Regions from separate parts of the Sus scrofa genome. Here region 1 is linked to region 2. The links are chromatin contacts, called in public Hi-C maps. All regions are on one chromosome and are shown on one strand. The core of a region is the stretch at or near the end of the contact, and the rest is flanking DNA. Distances in the headings are between cores, read along the strand shown.

Region 1 (3,239 bases), core at 579-3,078, 160 kb after region 2:
CCAAACCTACCTGGGCTTACGGCCCACCTGGGTGCTGAGGAAGGGTGGCCAGGAGGTCGGAGGGGCCTGAGGAGTCTGGGCAACACCGCACCTCCAAAGCTGGCAGTGCCCACAGCTGGCGAGGAGAGGGTGGGGCAAAGCAGTGACCTCCAGTCCCCAGCCACCTCTCCCAAAAACGTGCCCCCTGAGAACAGACCAAGGCTTAGAGCTGCAGGTCCCAGGGGAGGGCTGGCAGGACCATGGGGCTGCTTCCTGCCCCCTCCTCAAGTCCCATCCAGTGGGCACCTTGCCACACCACACTAAGAACCACAGACTGGGCTGGGCATCCGTCCCCTTCCGCCAGGCTTGTGGAGAAACACCGCACGGTACAGCCCCACACAGGTGGAGCTGCCGTTGGTGTGCCGATTTTAAACCCTCCTCAAATGTATCCAATTCTTCCCCCTCACGCAACCTTTGCACCCCGGGCGCCTGGTAGGTGGATCTTCTCCCTACTGTCTCTTTGCATGATGCTGCCGAATTAATCTTCCCAAAACACATACACACGAACCAGCACACTCACACACACACACACACACACACACCCCGAACCCTTCAAGAATACCCCTGAGCACTGCCCATTTTAGAAGCTCTTTCGCAAATCACCTAACTCGCATTAACGCACTGAATCTTCCCAGCAACAGGGTACGGCATTGCTGTCCCCATTTTGCAGATGAGAAAACTGAGGCTCAGCACAATTCCGTCACTCCCCAGAGACCCTGCAGCTAGTAAGCGGCGCCTCATCCTTAATCAGCGAAGCCAGGGGTGACACCCTCTTGGCCACTCTGTCTCCCGGGGGGCCGGCAGGGTCGAGACTGGCCTTTGAGGTTCCCCCACCATCTGGTCATTCTACAGCTCATCGCTTAAGCCCTTGGACTCTCACGCAACCACTTCACTCCCCAAAACCAGGCTGCTCTCCCTCCTCCTCAGACACATTTCTTTTGCTCACGAAGCCCCCCTCCCAGCCGTAGGATGCCTGTCCGGCCCTGTCGTAGCCAGAGTTTTTCAAGATAGACCCTAATCCTTCTCAGCTCCTTGTATTTACACCCGTGTGCCATCCCTTCCACTCCAGAGAGCGCTGTGAGCCAGGAGGATGTTGCAGAAACGCGGGTGTGTGATTCCTGATGTTTCCTTGGAGATCAGCCCCTCGGGGACGGGCAGGGCAGCCGGCCAGCACACTGTAAGGAGTTGAGCAGCCTGAGCAAGGCCCACGTGGTGAGGCGCTGAGGCCTCCCGCCAACAGCCAGCAACAAGTTGCCAAACGTACGAGGAGCTGCCGGGAGAGCACATCTTCCAGCCCTGGTCAAGCCTTCAGATGATCCGGCCCCAGACAGCATCGTGGCCGCAGCCCCAGGAGAGACCTTGAGCCCGAACCACTCCGCTAAGTGCCTCCTAAATTCCCAATGCCCAGAAACGGTGTGATAATGAGGCTTATTGCTGTTTTATATCATGACGTTTTAGGGACGTGTGTTGCACAGTAAGAGGGAACAGAGCCACTCCTCCGTTTTTCTGAGTCCTTCCCACCGGGGTCACGCCTGCTTTGTCCCCGTGATGGAAGAATGGGAAATTCTGTTCTGGCCACAGATTTTTACATCCCCCACCCCTGCAGAAAACCTCGACCTACGCCTTGGTGTGATGTTCGCGCCAGGGCTCCGAGAACAAACAGGAGCCTGAGGATGGGACCCTGCCTGCTCCCTGGGGCCCCTGTGCCTGGGCCATGGGTCTAGGTGTGGACACAGTGTTCATGAGAAAAGTATTCCAGCTGTCAAGAGAAATTCCAGGGAGCGGAGTCGAATCATGATTCATTGGCAGGAGATGACTAACTTCCGAGCAACTCTGTCCTGCTTGGATCAGGCACCTGCTGGACGGAGGCAAGTCTCCAGCACGGACTGCTCACAACAGGTCTTGGGGGAAATGCCATCATCATATCCCAATCGTGCAACCCAACTGCCTGGTCACAACGCTGGGACATGTCCCAGCCAGGACTCCACCCTCTGTCTAGCCCCACTGTCCTCCCAGCACCCCCCACCCCTCTCTCAGTGCCACCTGCTCCACCATCCAAAGCTGATCTTCTTACACCAGCCAGAAGGGCCATCATCGGAAAGTCTACAAATAACAAACGCTGGAGAGAGTGTGGAGGAAAGGGAACCTTCCAACACTGCTTGTGGGAACGTACATTGGTGAAACCACTGTGGAAAGCAGTATGGAGGTTCCTCGGAAAAATAAAAAGAGAACTACCATATGACCCAGCAACCCCACTCCCAGGCATCTATCCAGAGAAGACTATAATTCAAAAAGATACATGCACCCCAATATTCATTGCAGAACCATTCACAATAGTCAAGATATGGAAGCAACCTAGATGTCTATTGACAGAGGAATGGATAAAGATGTGGTGTATATACACAGTGGAATATTACTCAGCCATAAAAAAGAATGAAATAATGCCATTTGCAGCAACATGGATAGACCTAGAACCTATCATGCTAGGTGAAGTTAGTCAGACAAGGAAAGATAAACATCATATGATATCGCCTATATGTGGAATCTTTAAAAAAAAAAAAAAAGGATACAAGTGAACTTGTTTGCAGAACAGAAAAACTTATGGCTACCAAAGCAGACAGGTGGGGACCTGCCGTGGAGTGCAGAGACCTCTACCCAGTGTTCTGTGATCGTCTGTGTGGGAAAAGAATCCGAGAGTGAAGATGTGTTTATGTACGACTGGGTCACAGAAATTATCCCAGCCTTGGAAACAGACTATACTTCAATAAAACTTGAAAAAAAATCTGGTCTCTTGCACACAGCCAGCACACACTCGGCCCGCACACCGGCCCCCCTATCAGGGTTCAGACATCACCAGGCCCCCGGAACCAGGGAAAGATTCAATATCCCACGGCCACACGCATCAGACAAGGGCCGGGTCATCCGCCTGCATCCCAAGCCACCCGGAAGACTAAGGGGGAGCACGAAGCAGGGCAGAGCTGGGAAAGCAAGGCCAACCCAGAATCTCTCCCTTTGCTCACCATTCACACACAGAGATTCCCTGAGCACCTGCTCCAGCCAGGCATCACTGAGCTCTAGACCCCAGGGGGATGGACAAATTCTTGGGAGCTTAAGGTCCAGCTGGGAGAGGCTTTGAGCCAGTCGAGCCCGGTTCTCTCGTCACTGTTCAGTCGCCGTTGAGGCTGTCATCTGCCTCTCTC
Region 2 (3,459 bases), core at 301-2,800:
GACAGTATTTTCATGGGATTCTGCTGAGCCATTCAACGTGGACAATGCGGGGAGCCGTGTTCATTGGCCAGAAGCTGCCATGACGTGCAGGTACCTGGATAAAGTTCCAGAACAGCAGGTGTCTGACCTGCTGATGGCAAATGGGAGACTTAGAGGCAGGTCTGCAGGTGTTCAGGGTTTTCTGTGGAAGCGAGGTGGCTTTCAGCGGTTTTTTTACTCTTTCACTCCTGCTTTCCTATAGTATGTGAATTGTCTAGATGAGTCTTGTTAATACAATCAGCAAAAGTAGTCAAGGCATTTTATCATTTCTAACAGAGCTGCCCTGTAAAGGTTACCCCTGGGAAAGGGAAGGGGGGAGCAACAGACCGCAACCTCTGTCCCCTGATATATGGGAGCTGGGTCAGTCCTCATCTGGTCCCTGGAAAGAGGGAGTAAAGGAGCCAGATTTGAGTCTGACAAGACAAGAGTGTGTTATCCTCAAATTTGGGAGGCAGCCCATCACAAATTTTGCCTTCTTGGATAGGGCCTGGGGATTCTAGGAGACTGAGAATGTTAGAGGCACAGGGAAGGACTCTTTGGTTTGCAAAGTGCAGATGCCCAACTCAAACTCCCAGAGGCTGTTCTATGATCTATATAACTTGGAGGTTCAGGGCTAGATCAGGCTACCTTCAGGTATAGCTGGCTCCAGGTGCTTCAACAAAGCCCCTGCGGTTCTCTTCCTCTTCCCCTTTCTCCTATCTTCTCCTTTCAGTTCCTCTCATCTCTATTGCACTTACCAAGCCCCAGAGAGAACTTGGCTTGCCCAGCCTGGGCCGTATGCCCACCCCTGTGAACAGGGGAAGTGGGATACCAAGACTGCCAGCTCCCCTGAATCCACTTTGAGGGGGAGAGAAATTGTATAAAAATCTCTGAAGGAAAGGGAGTGCTGCTGCCTGAAGAAGGGGGTGAATCCTGTTCCACAGGGGAAAAAAAAAATCGCAGGAGCCAAGATTCACTGCAGACACATCCTATAGATTCTGGTACCTGTCGGCGGAGCAGGCACACGCTGAGGTCTTTACGTCTGTCTTCTGGGATTTGCACGCTCATGAGTATTCACAGGTCTTGGTCCCTCTGATCCCCAAATGGTCCAAAGAGGCAGACAGGACCTTTCTCCCTTGATTGTGAGGAAACTGAGGTTCAGAGAGACCTGGTACGTGGCCCAGCTCGCCAGAGTGTAAGTAGCAGTCGGCTTCTCCATTGTCAGATCTTTCTGTGCTCTGCTCTCAGGCTCAGGCTGTGAAGCATCTTCACCACCCCTACGACCATTAAAACCAATGCACCCCCCCCCACCAGGGTCCCCACCGCCGCCATCCACCCCACCAGCACCGTAACAACCACCAAAAACCTCCCTAACCCCACCCACCGGGGAGTTCAACCCAGAGCCAGAGTTCTTAGCTGTCTGTAGGCACAGCCAAGGAACTGTGAACCCAAACCAAAAAGCAGAAGTTGCTAGAGTCAGATTTTCCTAGTGGGAACTCCTTTCTTGGCAGCCAGGCCCGGCTCGGCTCTTTCGTGGCCGGCGCCCAGCATTCCACTGGGCATTGTGATGCTCTCTGCGATGGCTGGGCTGATCCCGAGGGCCTGGGATCGTGTCTTAGGGAGCAATACACGTGAGTCACCGGGGCTGCTAATCTTTGGAATCTGACAAGGTTTCTACTTTGGGAACCTACGGGGTTGAGTCAGCAGTGGTTCATGCAGCCAACAGGCGGTGGAGCCCGGAGCACGCCCTCCTGGTTAGCCTTTTGCTGGGGCTGCTGGAGGCCGGGGCGAGCGCTGGGGGCTGCGCCTTTCCGGCTCTGGGGGACTCCTCTGTGGAACTTGGGGACAGCACTGAGCTTCAGTGGTAAAACGGGGCACCCCGAGGTTGCGTGGTAACGGGAAGGGTGGAACCCCGGCCCGGAGCTGGGCGAGGGCAGCCTGTCACCAGGCTGGCCCTGGGGCTCTTCCACTCCCCTCTGAGCGGGGCTCCCTGTGCCTTTCTCCCAACTTTCGGGGAGGCTGGCTGGGAGGGTGGTCCTGCGTGGTGCTGCAATTGTGCTCCCTGGCAACCCCATGTACAGTGGCATCTCAGAGGCCTCTTTGGGGTACGGGGTCCCCTCTCCAGCCACCGCAGGTTGGGGCGAGTGTCAATTCAGGTTCCCCCAGGCAAGAGGTGGCTGAAACTGGGAAAACTGCAGAGTGGAGGGGATCATGCAAAGTCACCAGTGTGTGGCACCCCAGGCCCTGTCCCCCCGGCCCAGCCCAGGCTGACCACGCAAAGGCACTAGTGTATGGCATCCCTGGCCCCTGGGCCCCCTGCCCAGGCTGACCCTTCCAGGGGAAAGCACCTCTGCCAGAGCCCGGAAGGGGAGAATCCTGGAGAGCGAGGTGCTGAGGGAGATGCGACCTTCAGTCCAGGGACACAGCTGCCCAAGGTGACCCCCAAGGGGAGAGGCTCTGATGTGGATTCCCAGGCCCCACGCTCCTCCCGCCCACACCTGCAGCCAGAGCGTGCCCAGGGCCAAACCCACCAGGAAGCCAGAGGGTATGGGAGCCCAGGAAAGGATCCGCTGGTTCAGCCCCTGGGGCAGAGAGCAGGGCGGAGGGTGGTGTTGGAGGCGCAAAGGAAAAAGTGTCCATCACAGGACATGTGGCCCGGGGGCCCCACCATGTCTCTTATGGTTCGGAGAAAATGCCCCTGGTTTCGGGAATCTTGGGATGTGCCTGAAGCCAGAGGTTGAAACATCACAGGAAGTAGAGGTATCCGTTGGAGTTTCCCTCCCGAGAACAGGGTGGGGGGAGCTTCGGGAAGGGGAGCGAGGAGGCCAAGGGGACTTCCCCTCCAAGAGGCGGGCTGGAGGCTCAGGACATCCATGCAACACCAGGTCTTCTACCGTGTCTGGGGGTCCTCCGGGGGCTGCAAGTGGCCCTGAACACACCATCTGGGGCCTGCAGCACCTTCTCATTTGGCGGCGTGTCCACTATTCCTACAAGGAGACCATCGGGGACCAGGGACCGCAGAGCCATTGCCAGCGGCAGTCAGGCATGGAAACATCCATTCCTTCCTGGAGGCTTGCGTGCCCCTGGGGAGACCCCCAGGCTCCACCTCGGCTTCTGGACACACCAACACCTCCACCCACTGGTCCCTCTGCAGCCCTGGGCCCTGACGTCCTCGTTGCACGGTGATGGGGCAGGCACCCCAGGCAAGATTTAAGGAGACACAGGGAACCTGCCATTCTTCCAGCTTTTAAGGGGTCAGAACCGGCTGTGATGGAGGAAATGCAGGCGTTGTTTTTATTTTTTAATTTATTATTAATTAATAAATTAATTAATTTTATTGTTATTTTCCCAATAGGACTTTTCTTTCCAACTGTACAGCATAGTGACCCGGTTACACATACATGTGTAACTCTTTTTTTCTCCCATTTTCATGCTCCGTCA

Evidence for each region. Hi-C and Micro-C count contacts between places; a contact is called where the count stands out from the background.
Region 1: a Hi-C map of embryonic fibroblasts shows a contact between it and region 2, with 2.6 times the contacts expected there. The contact joins two enhancer-like sites. A contact is called at or near these places in 2 of 47 Hi-C or Micro-C datasets (embryonic fibroblasts and skeletal muscle) and 1 of 2 datasets of contacts at active chromatin or transcription factors (skeletal muscle).

What each region holds. Positions count from the first base shown.
Region 1 is chr2:4,030,778-4,034,016 of Sscrofa11.1, forward strand. No RefSeq gene overlaps it. Among named protein-coding and RNA genes, the nearest start is that of TPCN2, 73 kb to the right of the region's middle. Within about 2 kb of position 1,829, at least 12 of the 83 cell types and tissues checked have an H3K27ac peak or open chromatin away from gene starts, as enhancers often do. A contact at or near this core is called in embryonic fibroblasts, where this site is marked.
Region 2 is chr2:3,867,326-3,870,784 of Sscrofa11.1, forward strand. No RefSeq gene overlaps it. Among named protein-coding and RNA genes, the nearest start is that of CCND1, 240 kb to the left of the region's middle. Within about 2 kb of position 1,551, at least 26 of the 83 cell types and tissues checked have an H3K27ac peak or open chromatin away from gene starts, as enhancers often do. A contact at or near this core is called in embryonic fibroblasts, where this site is marked.